Linked DNA regions of Sus scrofa: region 2 is linked to region 1. A link is a contact called in public HiChIP or PLAC-seq data. All regions are on one chromosome and are shown on one strand. The core of a region is the stretch at or near the end of the contact, and the rest is flanking DNA. Distances in the headings are between cores, read along the strand shown. Region 1 overlaps ATXN1 (ataxin-1). Region 2 overlaps ATXN1 (ataxin-1).

Region 1 (2,645 bases), core at 62-2,561:
GACCAGCAGTTTCAGTCTCTCGGCCCAGCCCCTGGCATTTATGTCAATGCCTAAAGCAGGGAGGGCATGTGGGTTGCAGGCCACCAGGAGAACCTGGCTCAGTCATCCTAGACTGTCACAAATCCCCTTGTGTGGTTCATTTTTATTTCATTGTTATCATCATTTTCTTGGAAACCTTTCATTCTAAGCCCGACAAGCCTGACTGGCAGATTCACTGTCTGATAGGTCTAGTTTTAGATTATATGCTTTTTCTTAAAGCCGTCTTCATCTGTTAACCTGCATTCATTTTTAATCTTCAGGCTCCAATCAATAATTATTCACTTGACAGTTTTTGACAGTCTGCTGCTTCATGTAGCTGTTTAGCATGAATTCAAAAGGCGATTTCTCATTCTGCACAAGTGAAGTAAAGTTGCTCTTTCATCCTCTAATTTGGGGGGTATAGAAAAATATTCATGTTTACTCTGCCCTCGGGAGTTTTTGGTATAAAAATGCTTAATAAATATTTAATAATTTTCTCTATAAGAAGATCTGTAAAACATTAACATTTTCTGTTGCATTTTGCTTATGTCAGAAATTCACTTGAGAGTACGGATTTCTGTTCATGGGAATTGATACTATGAGGTTAGCTCCTCAACAAATGTTTATTGAATACTCATTGTGTGCAAGGCATTATGTTAAATGTGATGGGAAATTAGTACATGGCCCCCAGGAAATGTAGTGGTCATGGAAACAAAACCACTACCAAAATGATGATGGGTAGAAATACTTAAAGAATGATAATCTTATCTTGCTGCCTTATCTGCACTTAGGATAATCCTACTTGGAAATTCCACGTGAAAAGTAGGAACAAAAGTGCATGGTTATCTCTGTGTCTACATTATACATACACGCACATGTGAACACATTGTAGTCAAGGGCAAACCTACCCCAAGTCTAAACAGAAGGGGGAAATGTTCTTTTTCACCAGAATCATAGTGTTAGAATTCTTGGCAGTTCAGATGATCTCTGCCATAGCTGTTGGTTTACATTTTGATAATTTACCAATGAGCATGTAATGTTTAATTCTTAGTTGGGTTGTGGCACCAAACACAGCATTTCCAATGAAACACACTGCAAATGTGAAAGTAAGAGTTTTCCTTGGGAACGAGCAGCTCACTTACTCATCGGTTCTTCTGGGAGTAGGAGTGCGACCTAGAGGTTAGAAGTTCTGAAACAGAAGAAGGAAATCAGACCATGTGACAGTGAACAGGAAAGGAGGTGCTTAATACTCCCGCTCCTTTGCAGTGAGCTTGGCTTTTCCTCCTTGGTCTGGGGCCCTTTGGCTTCCCATATCCTGGCATGATTTAGGGAAGCAGGCACTGACCTTCTGGTGCCCTCTCTTTCATTTTACTCCAGGCATATTACTAAGCAAAATACATTGTCATATTTCTGTGGCTAAAGCGTTTCAGATTTTGGTACTGAGCCTTTGTATTTAAGCTTAATAGGGCAAAAGAGCTAGCATTTTGTGGACGTCACTGACCCTTTACCACAATTGAGGTTTTTTTTGTTTTTGTTTTTGTTTTTTTTTGCTTTTTAGGGCCCCACCTGCAGCATATGGAAGTTCCCTTGGCTGGGGGTCAAATCAGAGCTACAATTGCCGGCCTACACCACAGCCACAGCAACATCAGATCTGAGCTGCATCTGCAACCTACACCACAGCTCACGGCAACACTGGATCCTTAACCTATTGAGTGAGGCCAGGGATCTAACCCACATCCTCATGGATACTAGTCAGTTTTGTTACCTCTGAGCCACAACAGGAACTTCCACAATTGAGATTTTTATAGAAACCTTACATAAACTTCATTGCACCTGATGATGGCAGCTGAGCCGGTCACTAATTAGGACTATGAGTACTTGGCTGTTGCTCTTTTTGACTCTGCTCTGGGTTTTGTTTATTTATTTTTTATGGCTGCACTCATGGCATATGGAAGTTTTCTGGGCCAGGGATTGAATCTGAGCCACAACTGTGATTTACGCTGCAGCTGTAGCAATCCTAGATTGTTTAACCTGCTCTACTGGGCTGGGGATCAAACCTGAGTCTCTGTGGTGACCCAAGCCACTGCAGTCAGGTTCTTAACCCACTGCACCACAGTGGGAACTCCTGCTCTGGATTTTAGCTTATTTCATTAAATCTGCTGCTGATTTTCATTGTCTGCACGCACATGGTTGCAAATGTAACTCTCTCCTGAAGCAGCCAGTGCTTTGGCTCCATTGTCCTGTAAAGGCTGGGGAAATCAGTTGAAAAGAAGCTAAGGTAGAAGTGGTGTGTAAGCCACGCTGTCAGGCTTGCTCTCCATGCGCTCACCACCTTCAGGCCCTCAAGCCCAGAGATGGCTTCAGGTCTGTGCCTAGGGCTGGGTCACACAGACTCGGAGAATTAAGTGACATCTGAGCCAGAGCTGGCACCGTTATACCGACTTGCTAATAATTCACAATGAATCATCACTGATAGATCCTCAGGCCCCTGCGATTAGCACATGCTCTTTGTCAAGCTACCTGGGAATGTAGATAATACTTGGAAGCTCCTCTGTTGATTGATTCACCTTGAGAAATTGCTGCTCTCTGGATGCTGGTAGTGCATGGGTCATAGCACCCAAGTGTCC
Region 2 (2,645 bases), core at 93-2,592, 37 kb before region 1:
AGATTTGGGCTGAGAACTCCTTTTTCTCTACTTAGGTCCTCTTTAACTGACACGGTTTGAACGAGTTGTTTAGCAGAAGTTTTTAGTGCTAATTGTCATAGCTGCTGAGCTGTAAACATTTACGCTTCTAACAGTCAAAGAAATTTTTTTGTGTGTCACTGTGCATGGCACATTGTCCTTTATCACACCCTGAGCTTTGGCCTCCTCTCCCTGAAGTATTTATAGTATCTTCTGTATTTATATTATTTCTATATTTTCTTCTCATTACTGACTTTCACATTAGTATTATTTAGGCCATTTAATCTTCCACTATTAGTAATATTCCACTATTAGTAATATTGTGTTACGTTGCTCTGCTGGGCTTTTAAAATATTAAGTATTCCGTTTCTTTAGTGGATATGTATTGTATAAGTCTGTAAGCGATTTTCTCGTATATTATTGTTGCAACAAATCCACTCTGCTTTGCCTTTATTCTTGCGTTTCTTCTCTGATGGAACACAGCAAGTTGTCTTAACTCTTAATTACTCTAACTAGTGTAGCAACACAAGTGCTTTTGAAATAAGTAGGCATGCCAATGCGAGAGTGAATTAATATTTTACAGCCTTTGCCTCATGTTTGACTGTTCTCTGCACTTGAGCAGAGACTGTAATTTGGACTCTATAAAACCTTATCTGCCAGGTGATATGTAAATAGGATTGTGTGTGCACACGTCGATTTGCAAGCCAGCACTCTCTCAACTGTTAGCTCATAACGCAAGCACTCTGCAAATCCCTGGTCCCCGCACCTTGTTCACAAATGATGATCAAGTATTTTGATGCCTTATTTGAAAACGACGTTACTAGATAACACCAGGATCACCCCACCCCTTAAAACATGTACTGTGTGAGAGTAAACGGAATTCTGTGCGCTTCTATTTAACGTGACCCCTATTTATATTTGTAACTCAACAAACTTCTTAACGGAGGGATAGTGTCTGCTAAGGACTTCAAGGATGTTACAGTCCAGAACAGCTTTCTTCTTCCTTAACGCTTACTGATTACCTGTGGGGAAACCAAGGCCCAGAAACCTTACTTCTGCCTCTAGGTCCCAGGCATGCAGTAGATGCTTAAATAAATACTTGGTGAATGGGTTAGCTTGAAGGAAGCCTATTTTGGCTACTGTTCATTACTTTGAAAAGTGTTGGAAGGCAATCGAAATTATTTTCCTTTCCAGCTGGGCTGTGCTCTTAAAAATAGTGAGTGTGTATGGATGAAAATAATCATGAGATGTGTTGCCATGTACCCAAGGATAATTGGCTCACTTACCTGTTTACAGATTATTCACATTGGAGATCATATTCATAGCTCCAGAATAGTTTCTTTCTGACACCCAATATAATCCTGGGCCTTCTCCTTCCTACTGTTACCTGGCGTGGGCTTAGGAAACCCAAACTAAATTTAAAACCAGCCTAAACAAATATGCAGATCAGCTCCAGTAATCAAAGACTAAAAAATCAGCCCAGCCATGACCAGTTGGGGGAGTCTTTTATAATAACAGTGCTACCGATTCCATGTAATGTGGACAGTTGGGAACCACCAGTATTTTAAAATATTTTTTGAAGAGATAGGGCTGGCACCTATGTGAGCCGTTCAAGTCCTCACCTTCTTCCATTTCTATGCGTAGGTCTTTACCTCACAAAAACTACTACAAGCACCAAGCTCCCTGATGGAAAGGTATATGGAAGCTTGATTCTTTCTCTCTTTCATTCATCCATTCACAGATTCACTCATTCATCATACAGTGGGTAATTTTTCCTTAACCATGAACAGGATGTTGTGGCAGAATGAAAGTCAAGTAGACATACATTCAGTAATTAAATCATTGACAGTTTAGCGGAAAGTCTAGTGAGTCTGTGCATACTTAAAATTTTTTTTTTTTTTCCTGCATTCGATTCTTTTTCTTTCTATCCCATTAGACTGGTGTGCTAATAACTGTGGTGTTTCATGATTCTCCCTCAGGTTGCATGTTGATGGTATAATATATGCCTCATGAAAATTAGACTCTGGCTCAATTACTATTCAATCCATGCCCATTTTCACCTGATTGTCCTGTGATTACTCTGATGTGTTTATGAGGTGATTGGTTAGAATCATTACAGAAAAGCATGACAGTAGCTGGCGCACATGGGGCGACCACGCTCTTAATTTGATTGAAGGAATGACCTTTTTTTGTGTGTGTTGGCCTCCCTCCGAGCCCTATGGAATAGAACCAGACCTGCCTTTTGCGCTGGCTGGTAGCTGTGTGATTCTCAGAACACCATGCAAAACGTGATGTTCTTCAAATTTAGATGTCAGTGCTTGGACGCCTTCAGGTGGAAATGGTTCTTAAGGCCACGTGTTCTGTTTTTCATTTTGGATTTCCTCTTCTGCATCCCCCGGACCCTTGCAGGCCGATCGTGCAGCAGATCGCCAGGGTGTCCCATTCAAGCTGCAGATTTGTCTGTCATCGTCGGACGGCGGCGGCGGCGGTGGCGGCAGCGGTGGCGGTCCCCTCTTCCTCGTCCGCGGCAGGGAAGTGTGTCTCACATCAGGTGAGAGTTTTGCCTTGCTCTCTAGTTTCCATCCGAGGATAAAGCCTGACGTGGGAAGATGTCCTACTGGCCACGT

Evidence for each region. HiChIP or PLAC-seq counts read pairs in DNA pulled down with a chosen protein or histone mark.
Region 2: an H3K27ac HiChIP or PLAC-seq map of skeletal muscle shows a contact between it and region 1. The contact joins two enhancer-like sites. A contact is called at or near these places in 1 of 5 promoter capture datasets (liver), 14 of 47 Hi-C or Micro-C datasets (alveolar macrophages, blood, brain and 8 more) and 2 of 2 datasets of contacts at active chromatin or transcription factors (alveolar macrophages and skeletal muscle).

The regions. Positions count from the first base shown.
Region 1 is chr7:12,676,682-12,679,326 of Sscrofa11.1, reverse strand. The region is part of intron 2 of ATXN1 (ataxin-1); the gene reads left to right. Among named protein-coding and RNA genes, the nearest start is that of ATXN1, 53 kb to the left of the region's middle. Within about 2 kb of position 1,311, at least 9 of the 83 cell types and tissues checked have an H3K27ac peak or open chromatin away from gene starts, as enhancers often do. A contact at or near this core is called in alveolar macrophages, retroperitoneal adipose tissue and skeletal muscle, where this site is marked.
Region 2 is chr7:12,713,653-12,716,297 of Sscrofa11.1, reverse strand. It overlaps ATXN1 (ataxin-1), which reads left to right. Exons shown (of 8, transcript XM_021099774.1): 2 at 2,428-2,569. Among named protein-coding and RNA genes, the nearest start is that of ATXN1, 16 kb to the left of the region's middle. Within about 2 kb of position 1,342, at least 29 of the 83 cell types and tissues checked have an H3K27ac peak or open chromatin away from gene starts, as enhancers often do. A contact at or near this core is called in alveolar macrophages, retroperitoneal adipose tissue and skeletal muscle, where this site is marked.